Regions from separate parts of the Pan troglodytes genome. Here region 2 is linked to region 1. The links are chromatin contacts, called in public capture Hi-C maps. All regions are on one chromosome and are shown on one strand. The core of a region is the stretch at or near the end of the contact, and the rest is flanking DNA. Distances in the headings are between cores, read along the strand shown.

Evidence for each region. Capture Hi-C pulls out chosen DNA fragments and counts their contacts.
Region 2: a capture Hi-C map of stem cell-derived neural stem cells shows a contact between it and region 1, with 5 times the contacts expected there. The contact joins two enhancer-like sites. A contact is called at or near these places in 1 of 7 Hi-C or Micro-C datasets (stem cell-derived neural progenitor cells) and 1 of 1 other capture datasets (stem cell-derived neural stem cells).

Annotation. Positions count from the first base shown.
Region 1 is chr1:212,102,867-212,108,423 of NHGRI_mPanTro3-v2.0_pri, forward strand. UBR4 (ubiquitin protein ligase E3 component n-recognin 4) reads left to right here. Exons shown (of 106, transcript XM_513158.8): 92 at 443-570; 93 at 1,440-1,547; 94 at 2,090-2,209; 95 at 2,976-3,166; 96 at 3,628-3,801; 97 at 4,196-4,295. Among named protein-coding and RNA genes, the nearest start is that of UBR4, 120 kb to the left of the region's middle. Within about 2 kb of position 1,710, at least 2 of the 24 cell types and tissues checked have an H3K27ac peak or open chromatin away from gene starts, as enhancers often do. A contact at or near this core is called in stem cell-derived neural stem cells, where this site is marked.
Region 2 is chr1:212,311,405-212,317,067 of NHGRI_mPanTro3-v2.0_pri, forward strand. It overlaps ALDH4A1 (aldehyde dehydrogenase 4 family member A1), which reads left to right. Exons shown (of 16, transcript XM_009449480.5): 4 at 2,782-2,829; 5 at 3,667-3,822. Among named protein-coding and RNA genes, the nearest start is that of MIR1290, 11 kb to the left of the region's middle. Within about 2 kb of position 3,542, at least 1 of the 24 cell types and tissues checked has an H3K27ac peak or open chromatin away from gene starts, as enhancers often do. A contact at or near this core is called in stem cell-derived neural stem cells, where this site is marked.

The DNA of each region.
Region 1 (5,557 bases), core at 460-2,959:
CTCTGCATCAGAATTGTGGGGAGATTGTTTCTTCAATTGAGGAAAAAAAGAGGTGTCTGTGGCATGATGCAGATACCACTGAGTGTTCAAAAAAAAAAAAGAATACCAGCAAACTTTTAGAGGAAAATGCAATGAACAGTAAACGGGAGTTCAGATTTATTTTTAACTCCCTCTCCCCCCACTCCATTGATGGTATTGGTGCTCATACTTTGACATTTGAGTAAGTAATTTTAATTGACTTGAAACTTTAAAAAAGCTCCTACTGAGAGTGGGGTAGTTTAATATCATCCATCATTGACCCCTTTTATTGGCCGTGTCTTTATTGGAGATACGGAAAAGGGCTGTCAGCCATCAGCCAGGAATAGGGCTGCCTTATCCTGGCCTATTTTATTCCCATCTTCACCTTACCCTCCATTTCTGCTTGGCTTCCCTTCTCCCCTAGATGAAGAAGAAGATGAAGAAGAAGTGTATAAAATGGCTGGTGTGATGGCCCAGTGTGGGGGCCTGGAATGCATGCTTAACAGACTCGCAGGGATCAGAGATTTCAAGCAGGGACGCCACCTTCTAACAGTGAGTTGGGGGCAGCAAGTTGTGGGGGCCAGCCTTTCTGCACTGGGAGAGGCCCCTGTGGAAAGAAGCTATGGCCACTGTGTCATTTTACCCTAGAGGGCAGCATGGTGCCGTGGAGCAGTGCGAGCCAGTGAAGGACCTGGCAGTCAGGACTACATTCTTAGGCACGCCTTTTCCCGTCCTGCTGGCCCACTTCCCTTCTCCAATACCTCTCTATAGAGCCAGCATCTGATTGTCTTTCCCTAAATAGCTGCACTTGTGTTAACTATTATCATTGTTGTTGTTTTTAAAATGGATTTTGTAATGTAACTCATTTCTTGCATTGTAGGGTTTTGTTTGGGTATTCATCCAACTAATCTCCTTAGTGAGGATTAGAGCATTCCAGAGAGGCACCACAAATACTACACTGTTATTTTCACTACTCCCCACCCCCACTCCCCCAGGGTTTATGAGAATATGTATTATTGTTATTATTGTGCCTTTGTTTTAAATGACCTATGTGGTTCTGAGCTCTCACAGGCCACGAGCTTTGGGATCATTTTCTTTACTATTAGTTTAGGGTCTGAGTTGATGCTGGGATTTCCCCAAGACAACAAACAGAGCATCACCTCTTCCATTAGGAACTGCTGTCATTGCCATTGTGTTACAGATGGTAGAGATATATCCAGCCATTGGAGCTACCAGCCTAATGTGAGAGCCCAGCCATCTCACCATGTCCCCTGAAGAGCCGCTTCTCCCTCCTGTCCTCTTCATTTCAGGAGGAGCCCCTGCTGATGGTGTAGACCCTGCTTAGACATCCCTTTCCTACTGGCCCCCATGTCCTACACTCTCATGTGGCCTCCTGGGTTTTGACTGGCTTTTCTTGTCAGGTGCTACTGAAATTGTTCAGTTACTGCGTGAAGGTGAAAGTCAACCGGCAGCAACTGGTCAAACTGGAAATGAACACCTTGAATGTCATGCTGGGGACCCTAAACCTGGTAAGGAGCATGGACTGCAGGTGAAGAAGAGTGGGCCTTGGAAGTGTGGGTGTGAAAGACGTTTCAGTTCTGGGCTCAGATGAAATGGACTCACGGCTTCTTCAAGCCCTTCATCTCTCTGGCTGACTGGTGCAGAGGCTTGGGTCATTCAGCTGCCCTTCTCCTCTGGCTGGCTCACCTCCCGCCCCCATGCTGCTGCCATGGCACTCAAGAGCTTCCTTGCTCCTTTCCTGAGTTCAGATCAGAGATAAGAGGAAGGCAGTCCCTTAAACAGTCTAGACTACACACCAGTGGGAAAGAAGTGCCCCTCTCCTTGGGGCAGCAAAGAAAGAGATCTGGAACTTCATGTTTTCCCTGTCATCAAAAGCTCACACGCTTGTCTCCCTCTCAGAACATGCATATACACGCACATACATACACACGGTCATACACACATGGTCTCTGGGGAGTAAGGCTGTGAGGGCATCCTTGAGAGCAATTGTCATCAGCAGTGAGTGGCTGTGGTCTTATTCTGAGAGTGACTGAGTCTCCTTCTCCTACAGGCCCTTGTAGCTGAACAAGAAAGCAAGGACAGTGGGGGCGCAGCTGTGGCTGAGCAGGTGCTTAGCATCATGGAGATCATTCTAGATGAGTCCAATGCTGAGCCCCTGAGTGAGGACAAGGTGAGTGGGGCTCGGCCCCTCCATCCGCAGGCACTGAGAGCCTGCACTGTCTTATTGCCCACAACAGGCCTGTTTGTGTCTGGCTTAGCCCACCTGAGAATGGCGGAGCCTGCTTAAGCATTGGAATGTTAGGACTCAACTAATGATGACATAATTGTATCGAAATGTGAAATCTTTGGATTCAGAGCAAGCACAATTGCTAAGGATAGTCTTTCACTCAAAAGCTGCTCGTTAATGGAATCCTGGCATGTCTCAGTTGATAGACAGAGGCTTTAGTTCAACCTTTCATTTCATAGTTGAGGAATTGAACAGCCCACTTCATTTCCCTGGACTTGGCATTTCCTCAGCTGTGGTACATAGTTGGTTACTGGTGGAATCAGGCCTAGAACCCAGGTCTCCAACTCCCAGAATTTCTCTCCACCTGCTATGCCTGTAATTTCCTCCATTCTTATTGGTGCTAATGATTTGGCTAGAGCTATGACCAAGTGAATGTCCAGCAGCCTGCATTCTTTTACAGGGAGGGAAGATTGTATTGGTATATTTTGTCCACCTGAGACTATTAACAGCACTGTCACAGAAATTTAGAAACGAATTTCTCAAGTGAAACTCCGACTGTTTGTTATTCCCCAAGAAGTGCCGAGACATAGTTCTTCTAGGGGTATTCCTGATGACTCTGATGGAAGTGGTGACTTTTGGGGCTCAGATGTTGGCTGCAGCCACAGTCCTGACTGCATTAATGGCATGTTCACCCTCTTTTCTGTTGCAGGGCAACCTCCTCCTGACAGGTGACAAGGATCAACTGGTGATGCTCTTGGACCAGATCAACAGCACCTTTGTTCGCTCCAACCCCAGTGTGCTCCAGGGCCTGCTTCGCATCATCCCGTACCTTTCCTTTGGAGAGGTGGAGAAAATGCAGATCTTGGTGGAGCGATTCAAACCATACTGCAACTTTGATAAGTATGTTACTTTGATTTCATATAGTGAAATGAGAGTCTCCACTAAAACGCTGAACTAGGTCTGTGAGATGAGGAAGAATCCTCTGAATACCTATTAGATTTTTGTGTCCTCGTTCTGGCTTTTAAGGAGCTCAGTCTAGTTGGGAAGTGAATAGTTAAAATATACTGTATTAGAGTAGCAATTGGCTAGGCAGAGAAGGCAAAGTGGTTGGTGAGATGGGAGGAATATGACGAGATGGAGCCATGTGTGCACAAATGTGAGTGCAAGAGAAGGCTGTGAGCGTGGGAGACATAGCAGGTAACAAGGAGAGTGGCAGGAGCCGGGGCAGATAGGTCTTTGTGTCACGTTAGGGAATTTAGCCTTGATCTTCTATAGGCTGTTGACAGTTGTTAACCAAGAGGGTGACATGACTGGGTTTTGTCCCGCCTTTCACACCCTCAAACTCTGCTCTTTCCTCCTAGATATGATGAAGATCACAGTGGTGATGATAAAGTCTTCCTGGACTGCTTCTGTAAAATAGCTGCTGGCATCAAGAACAACAGCAATGGGCACCAGCTGAAGGATCTGATTCTCCAGAAGGGGATCACCCAGAATGCACTTGACTACATGAAAAAGCACATCCCTAGCGCCAAGAAGTATGAAGCCCTCCTGCAGCGGGGCTGCTTTGCCTCCGCTTTGCCCTTTCCTTTTCCTTCTCCATCAGCATCTTGGCATAAAGCTTCACGTGTGCCCCTTGCCCTCCTTGGGGCCTCCCAACCGCTTCTGGAAACTATGTGGGTGACCATTCAACCACTGCAGAGTCCTCGGGGCTTGCGGGAAAAGGATGGCAACTTTTTGGTTTCTACTTAGAGTACTCACTTCTTTCTGGCTTTTCAGCTGAGCTGGGTGGTTCTATGTGATTCTTTATGACACTCGGAGAGGGTCACGGTTAAACACGCCCTGGGGGTTTAAACAAGCCAGAGTCAACAACTGGTTTCTAGGTAGCCTTTGCTTCCCTGGCCTGCTAATAAGCCTTCCTTTGCTTTGCAGTTTGGATGCCGACATCTGGAAAAAGTTTTTGTCTCGCCCAGCCTTGCCGTTTATCCTAAGGCTGCTTCGGGGCCTGGCCATCCAGCACCCTGGCACCCAGGTGGGTAGCCAGGACAGGTAGTGTGAGGGTACAGGGGTACAAGTATAACTACCCTAGTTCACCTTGAGACATGACTTACCCTAATATATGAGACTCCTAGAGTAGAAGTGAGCCTCAGAAGTCATCTACTTCATCTATGTGTGCTGAGAGAAGTAAGTTGTATTTGTGATTTCCTCATTCAACTCATTCTTAAGTGGGGCTTCATTGTCTAATGGGTCACCCGTGCAGCTGTTGAACTGTGAAGGATTGGCTGACCAGAGAGTAAAACACTTGGGTGTCTGGCCACAGTCACTAGGACACTTATATTACCATCACCTCTATCTTCTCTGCCTCAAGCAGCTGAACCCCTTGTTCTTAGGAAGTCCCACCCATTCCACTCCGCAGCTCATTCCTGATTTCTCCCCACAGGGCTGAGCGTTACCCCTCACAAACCCGATCCTAACTGGCCCTGGATAGATGGCCAGGGCTGGGTTTTTTTTTTAAATCAAAGTTTTAATTTGGAGATTATTATAAATTCACATGCAATTGTTAAGAAACAATACAGAGAAATCATGTGGGTCCTTTCCCCACTCTCCCCCAGTGGTAACATCATGTGGAACCCGAGCACACACCACAACCGGGATATAGACATCAGTGCCATCAGGACGCAGGGCAGGTTCATCAGCACAAGGGTCCCTCTTGTTGGCCTTTTGTAGCCATATCTATCTTCCCCTGCTCCCCTGCCACAAGCCCCTGGCACCCACCGATGTGTTCTCCATTTCTGTAACTTTGGCATTTCAAGAATGTTGTATAAATGCAGTTGTACAGAATGTAACCTTTTGGGATTGTCTTTTTTTTTTTTTTCTCAGCATGATTTTCTGGAGTTTCATCCAGGTTTGTTTAACTGTTCACCCATTAAAGGACACCTGGATTGTTGCCAGTTTTTGGCTGTTATTTATAAAGCTGCCATGAACACTTGTGTGCAGGTTTTTGTGTGAATATAAGTTTTCATTTTTCTGGGATAAATGCCCAAGAGTGCAGTTGCTGCGTTGTATAGTAGTTGCATATTTTGTTTATAAGAAGCTGCCAAACTGTTCTCTAGAGTAGCTACAGCATTTTACATTTTACATTTCACCGGAAATGTATGGCTGCTCCAGTTTCTCTGCGTCTTAGCCAGCATTTGGTGACTATTTTTAGTTTGAACTGTTTGGAAGATGTGCAGTGATTCCGTGTGGTTCTGTGTTTTCCTAGTGGTTCATGATGTTGAACATCTTTTCATGTGC
Region 2 (5,663 bases), core at 2,292-4,791, 210 kb after region 1:
GTAAGCTTATAATGTGTGGGCTCTGACTTCAAGACCTTTATAGTGCCCCTCCCCACCCCAGATTTTGAATTCTGTGGACCAGTAAAACTCCCAAAGCAAAGGACGGCACCCACACTGCATCCAGCCCATAGCGGCATCCTGTGTCTAGGCAAGAAAGGCCATGAGGGGGCCACACAGCATCTTCTGTTATTCCTCATAGATTTCTTGCCAAGGGGGTTTGGGAGCTAATGACAAAAAGCTGGGCCCCGGGCCCCGAGCACCTCAGATGGCATTGGCCTAAGAAGCCCCCATGCTTGGAGTTTATCCATCCAGAAACTGGCATGCACTTTACGTGGGCCAGGAAACTCATAGGTCTGTGATTTGAGGGAGAGTAAAAGGTCAGCCCTTTTGCAAACAGGGCAAGCACATTCTGGCTCTGTCTGGCTGAAACCCTGGGCAGACGTGTGCAGGGGGAGGGGTGACTGAGGGGGAGGACCCAGGTCCCCCACTGTGAAGGTTCCCAGGACAGCCTGGGGCAGGAGTTGACCACAGCGGTGTCCTGGAGCTCTAGTTGCTGGGTCAGGACTACCTGGAGCTGTCCAAGCGTGGCCTGGGGTCTGCAGGCATTGGCCAGGTCACTCTGTCTGTCACTGGGTGTGTGTGCAGGTGCCAGCTGACAGCAGCACCTGCCACCCAGCTCCCTGGTTGTCTCTGTAGCTGCCTAGAGCTTGCCCTCACCTGTAGCTCCGCAGGCGTCTGAGGCTGCATGGCAGCTGGGATTTTTCCAGGCAGCGAGGCTCCGGCATTCTGATAAGCCCCTGGGTGGATACTGCTGATTTTCATTTCCCACATTGCCTCGCTGACCTGGCTGGAGGTTCTGGCCATGTGCTGATCACTGTGGCACCAGACATTTGGGGTTCTGGGGCATGTGAGGGCAGGATCTATGTTTGCCAGGACATAGTGCTGACGGGGCTCTGCAGTCCACTGGGGCCCAGGTTGCAGCCACCTTCTCTGCCCTTAAGCATCACAGGCCAATCTCAGGTGTGGCCCGAATACAGAGTGACTGTGCCAAGCTTTAACATGAAGGAGAATGGTCACTTTCTACTCAAGCCTAGACCAGCGCCGGCCAGTAGAATTTCCTGCAGTGAGGACAGAAATGTTCCAGATCTGCATTGTCCGTTCCAGCGGCCATGAGCCGCCACGTGTGGTTGTCGAGCACGTGAAATGTGGCTCGTGGCTACTCTTTTAGACAGGAAAGCTCCAATAACCCACCAGAAGACGGATAGGTAGCAAAAGTGTCAGCTATTACGATATAAACTATCTTGCCAGCCCTAGGAAGGAAAGAAGTGAAATTTCTCCCTGCTTCATTGGTCATGCTAGCGTTCACCACTGCCGGGCATTAGGTTTTGAAGGGAAGACAGGGGTTAAAGAAAGACACACACACACAGAGAGGGCAGCTGAAACAGCAACACCAGTATATTGCAGAAACCTGAGGAAGTGGGGGACCAGCTTAATGCCAGGGCCCACCGCTGCTTACAGGCTGAGGTACTCATCGGTATGGCTGAGACGGGTCTGGGCAGTATGGCTTGCTGCCTGGCAGGATATTGATAAGATGTTGTTGTGATCAGGTGGTTTGGCCCTCTCCGGTGGGATGTCATCGTGGTGTTCCTTGTACCTTTACCCAGCAAGATATGATAGGGATGGGTTTTTTTTCTGAGACGGAGTCTCGCTCTGTCGCCCAGGCTGGAGTGCAGTGGCGCGATCTCGGCTCACTGCAAGCTCCGCCTCCCAGGTTCATGCCATTCTCCTGCCTCAGCCTCCCCAGTAGCTGGGATTACAGGCATCCGCCACCACGGCCAGCTAATTTTTTGTATTTTTAGTAGAGACAGGGTTTCACCATGTTAGCCAGGATGGTCTCGATCTCCTGACCTCGTGATCCGCCCACCTTGGCCTCCCAAAGTGCTGGGATCACAGGTGTGAGCCACCGCGCCCGGCCGATAGGGAAGTTTCTTTAGGTGGGCCTTCGTCCGCCTTGCGGTCAGGCGGCTGAGCCGGATGGTTCTCATGGCCTGAGCTCCTGTGAAATGTTTCACTTGGACCAAGGTCTGCAAAATAGCGGGGAGCTGACAAAATGGTGCGGTTTGGACCAACACCAGGTTGTGTTTATAAATGTTTGTTGAGGATCTTCCTATTTAGATTAGTAAATCTGGGGCTTGGGAAACAATTGCTCTGCCCATGATGGCTTTGGGGCAGGGCGGAAGTCCCAAGCATGTCACAACACCAGTGCATTCTTTTGGGCCTCACCTGGTTTTGTTGCCCATAGTCGCAGCCTCATACTGGACCAAAGAATTTTCATCCATGATCCCCTTTGGTTCTCCTGTCCATGCTAAGAGACAGGGAGGGCAGTCCCCATTTCCTAGATGAAGAGACTTAGGGAAGGAAGTGAGCTTACCTGGGGCCCCACAGCTAGTAGGTGGCAGAGCCAGGATTCGAACCCATGTCTCTCTGACCACAAAGGTCCGTGCTTTCCTGGAAAGACCCTGGGGTCTATGCCTTTCTCCTGGACCCTGAGCCTTCTGGAGAAGGAGCCATGTCTTACTCATGGTATAGCGGGTAAACCAGCACCCTTAACAGGGAGCAACCTGTGGGCCGGGCACTGGGGAGGGTTTCATGGGAGCGGGGGAGGGGGGACAGCAGGCGTGTCCAGGACTTTCCTGGAAAACCGGCTCTGAGTCCAGTCCTCTTCATCCTTATCCTGGCACCTCCCTCCCGGGCAAGGACCTCACTCTTCTCTCCTTTCAGCCTTTTAACCATGGACATAAGGTGGCCAAGTTCTGTTATGCAGACAAGGTGAGTGAGCCTGTGTGCCTGGTGACCTGGGGTTAGGGTTGCTGCCCCTGCTCTGCCCTGCCAGCTGCTGATATGGTGGGGGCAGGGGGCATCAGTTGCTGTGTCCTTCTTTGGCCATGGTGGGTAGGTGGGCAGGGGGTGGCTGACACTGAGGGAGTCCCTGGGTGATGTCTTTGACTGGGCCAGGCATGCAAAGGTTAACTTGAGCCAAACACAAGCTGCCTCAGCCAGGGCTGAGACATTCCCAGACATGCCCATTGTGGTGGGGCAGACCTTGGACTGGGGAGGAGGTGGATTCTGGAAGGCTGAGTCAGGGCAATTGGAGACACCATCGATGGAAAGCTAGGCCAAGAATTGGCACTGGAAAGGGCCAGCAGGAGGGGCTGGGGTGGCTGGGGGTCCAGGAACTGGCATTGTGTGGTGATGAGGGCAGTTGGGGTCTGGGAGGCCAGCAGCAGAGCCGTGTCTCAGGCTCCAGTTGACCTCAAGTTTCTGGATGGTGGGTTAAGGGGCACCAGGTCCCAAGAATAAGGTAAGGTTTTGATTAGACCATGAGAGAAAGTGGAGCCAGTGTTAACAGCTGCGGGACTCAGTGCCAAGGCCTCGGAGAGCTGACCAACCTGGCCGGGCCCTTCAGGCTTCAGACTGGCAGCCACTACAGGCTCTGATGGGACGCTGTTGTTGGCAGCTATGGTGGCAGGGGGCTGAGGGCCCAGGGAGACAGGCATTGTCCCCGGATGGAAGAGAGTGGGCCTTCCAGGTCTCTCCTCCCTCGCTCACTCCCCAGGGCCTTTCCCGCTGCAGGTGGCAGTCCCCAACCTCTCCCTCTCCCTTTAGAGCCTGCTCAACAAAGCCATTGAGGCTGCTCTGGCTGCCCGGAAAGAGTGGGACCTGAAGCCTATTGCAGACCGGGCCCAGATCTTCCTGAAGGCGGCAGACATGCTGAGTGGGCCGCGCAGGGCTGAGATCCTCGCCAAGACCATGGTGGGACAGGTGAGGTGCTGGTGGGCCCCGGTGGGTGGGGCGGGGTGGGGTGGGAGTCAGGTGTGCCCTACCCATGGCAGCAGACATCAGCTGAAGCGCTTCTGGGTCCCAAGCCCTTTTGGGGACCCAGAGATGTCCTCAAGGGACAAGGCCTAGGAGCTGGGATGGATGATCACAGATTATTAGGCGAGACAGATTGTGCAGAGCCCGTGTGTCCTGCCTCGGAAATGTCCCCTCTCCTCCATCCCTCTGTCCTCGCTCCTAGGCCTTTGTCATGCTTTGCCTGGACTGGTGGTGGCCTGCACTGTCTCCCTGCCTCCTAGCTTGGTCAGCCCCTCGCCGCCCTCACAGTGGTCTTTCCAACACCTCCAGGATGTTACTCCTGGCTTATGACCCACCCAGACCTCTCCACCACTGAGAGGCAAGTCCCAAGACCTGAGCCCCATACCCAGGGCCCTTCTGCCCACCTCAGTCCAGCTCGCCCACTGCTCTGCATTTCCCTGCCAAGCTGTCCTGCCCATAGTGTAGCCATTTGGCACTTAGCAGGACTCCCCGGCCATGGCAGGCATCCTCTCTGCCTCTGCCCACGTGTCCTCCTGCCTGGAATGCCTGCTGTCTCTTCTGTGCTCAGTGAACTCTTACCTCCTGGTCCAGCCCAGATGTCACCCCCTCCGTGAGACTTCCTGAGCCTTCTCCAGCCGAAAGGACTATTCCTGCCTCTGTTTCCCCAGAGCATGTTGTTACTGCATCAGTTATAGGTCAGATTGCACTGGAGTGTATTGAGTTCCTAGGTACTGCCCCTTTACAAGCTTTTTGGACATAGTAAACATGTCTTGACATTCTCGGTCTTTTTCTGGGCTTTGCATGATACCTTTCAGGAGGCATAGCAAGCCCCTGATCAATGGTTTTCTCTGCACAGAGCTGGCGTGACAGCTCCTCACCCTGCTAAATGCAAGTTGAGTGAGGAGTGGCTCTAGCAGGCAGAGTGTGCGGGGGACAGGAGTCGAGGGAGAAAGGGTTATTTCACCACCTCCAGGACCTGAGCCCTACGCTGCCAACTAACCTGGGTTCCTGAAGGGTAAACTGCAGGAGCCAGAACCCAGGCTGCTTTCTGGATCAGGCATTTGCCACTGCCTGCTCCTCGGTCCCCATGGTGAGCGCCCCCTCTGCTGCACAGAGCTGGTATGACAGCCCCTCATCCTGCTAAATGCCTTCTTAGATTGGCTCAGCAGCCCTCTGGGGTGGGCGTCAGCTCTGCGTGTTCCTGGTGAGCCGCACGTTGCTGGGAAGACAGTCTAGGATCAGTTTAGGCTTTCTCTGTATTTGGCCTAAGACTCAGGAACTTCTAGGAAGCAAGGTACACATCTTAGCTCAGCTTCATGGGCTGTGTGTCTCTAATAGGTCGTGCACCTGCCAGTGACCTTGGGTGCCAAGAGGAGGCCATGTCAATCTGGAAAAGCCCCGTTCTTGGCTGTCCACAGTTCTTTTCCCCACAGCTCACATTTGCTGTTATTAAGAATTGACGGTTTAAGGGAATCACAGTCACTCGCCTCTTGGTTTTTGGCCCAAACTAACCAGCAAGGCCGAACATCATTCCTGGGGAAGGAGCCATCCACCTCCCACACACCGAGTCTCTCTCCTGGTTTTCCAGTGACCAATCTCCAGCTCATGCTAATCTGCCCTTCTGTCTGGAAGGCTCTGATCCTGAATTTAGTCTGAGGCTTGACCGTAGATCCTTTGCCATGCACCACCATTCAGAGTTGCTATGAAATGAAGACAGTGCATGGGAAGTACCTGGCCTGCTACAGAGGATCACTAAAATTCTTCTGATCCCCGTCCAGCCCAGAGGG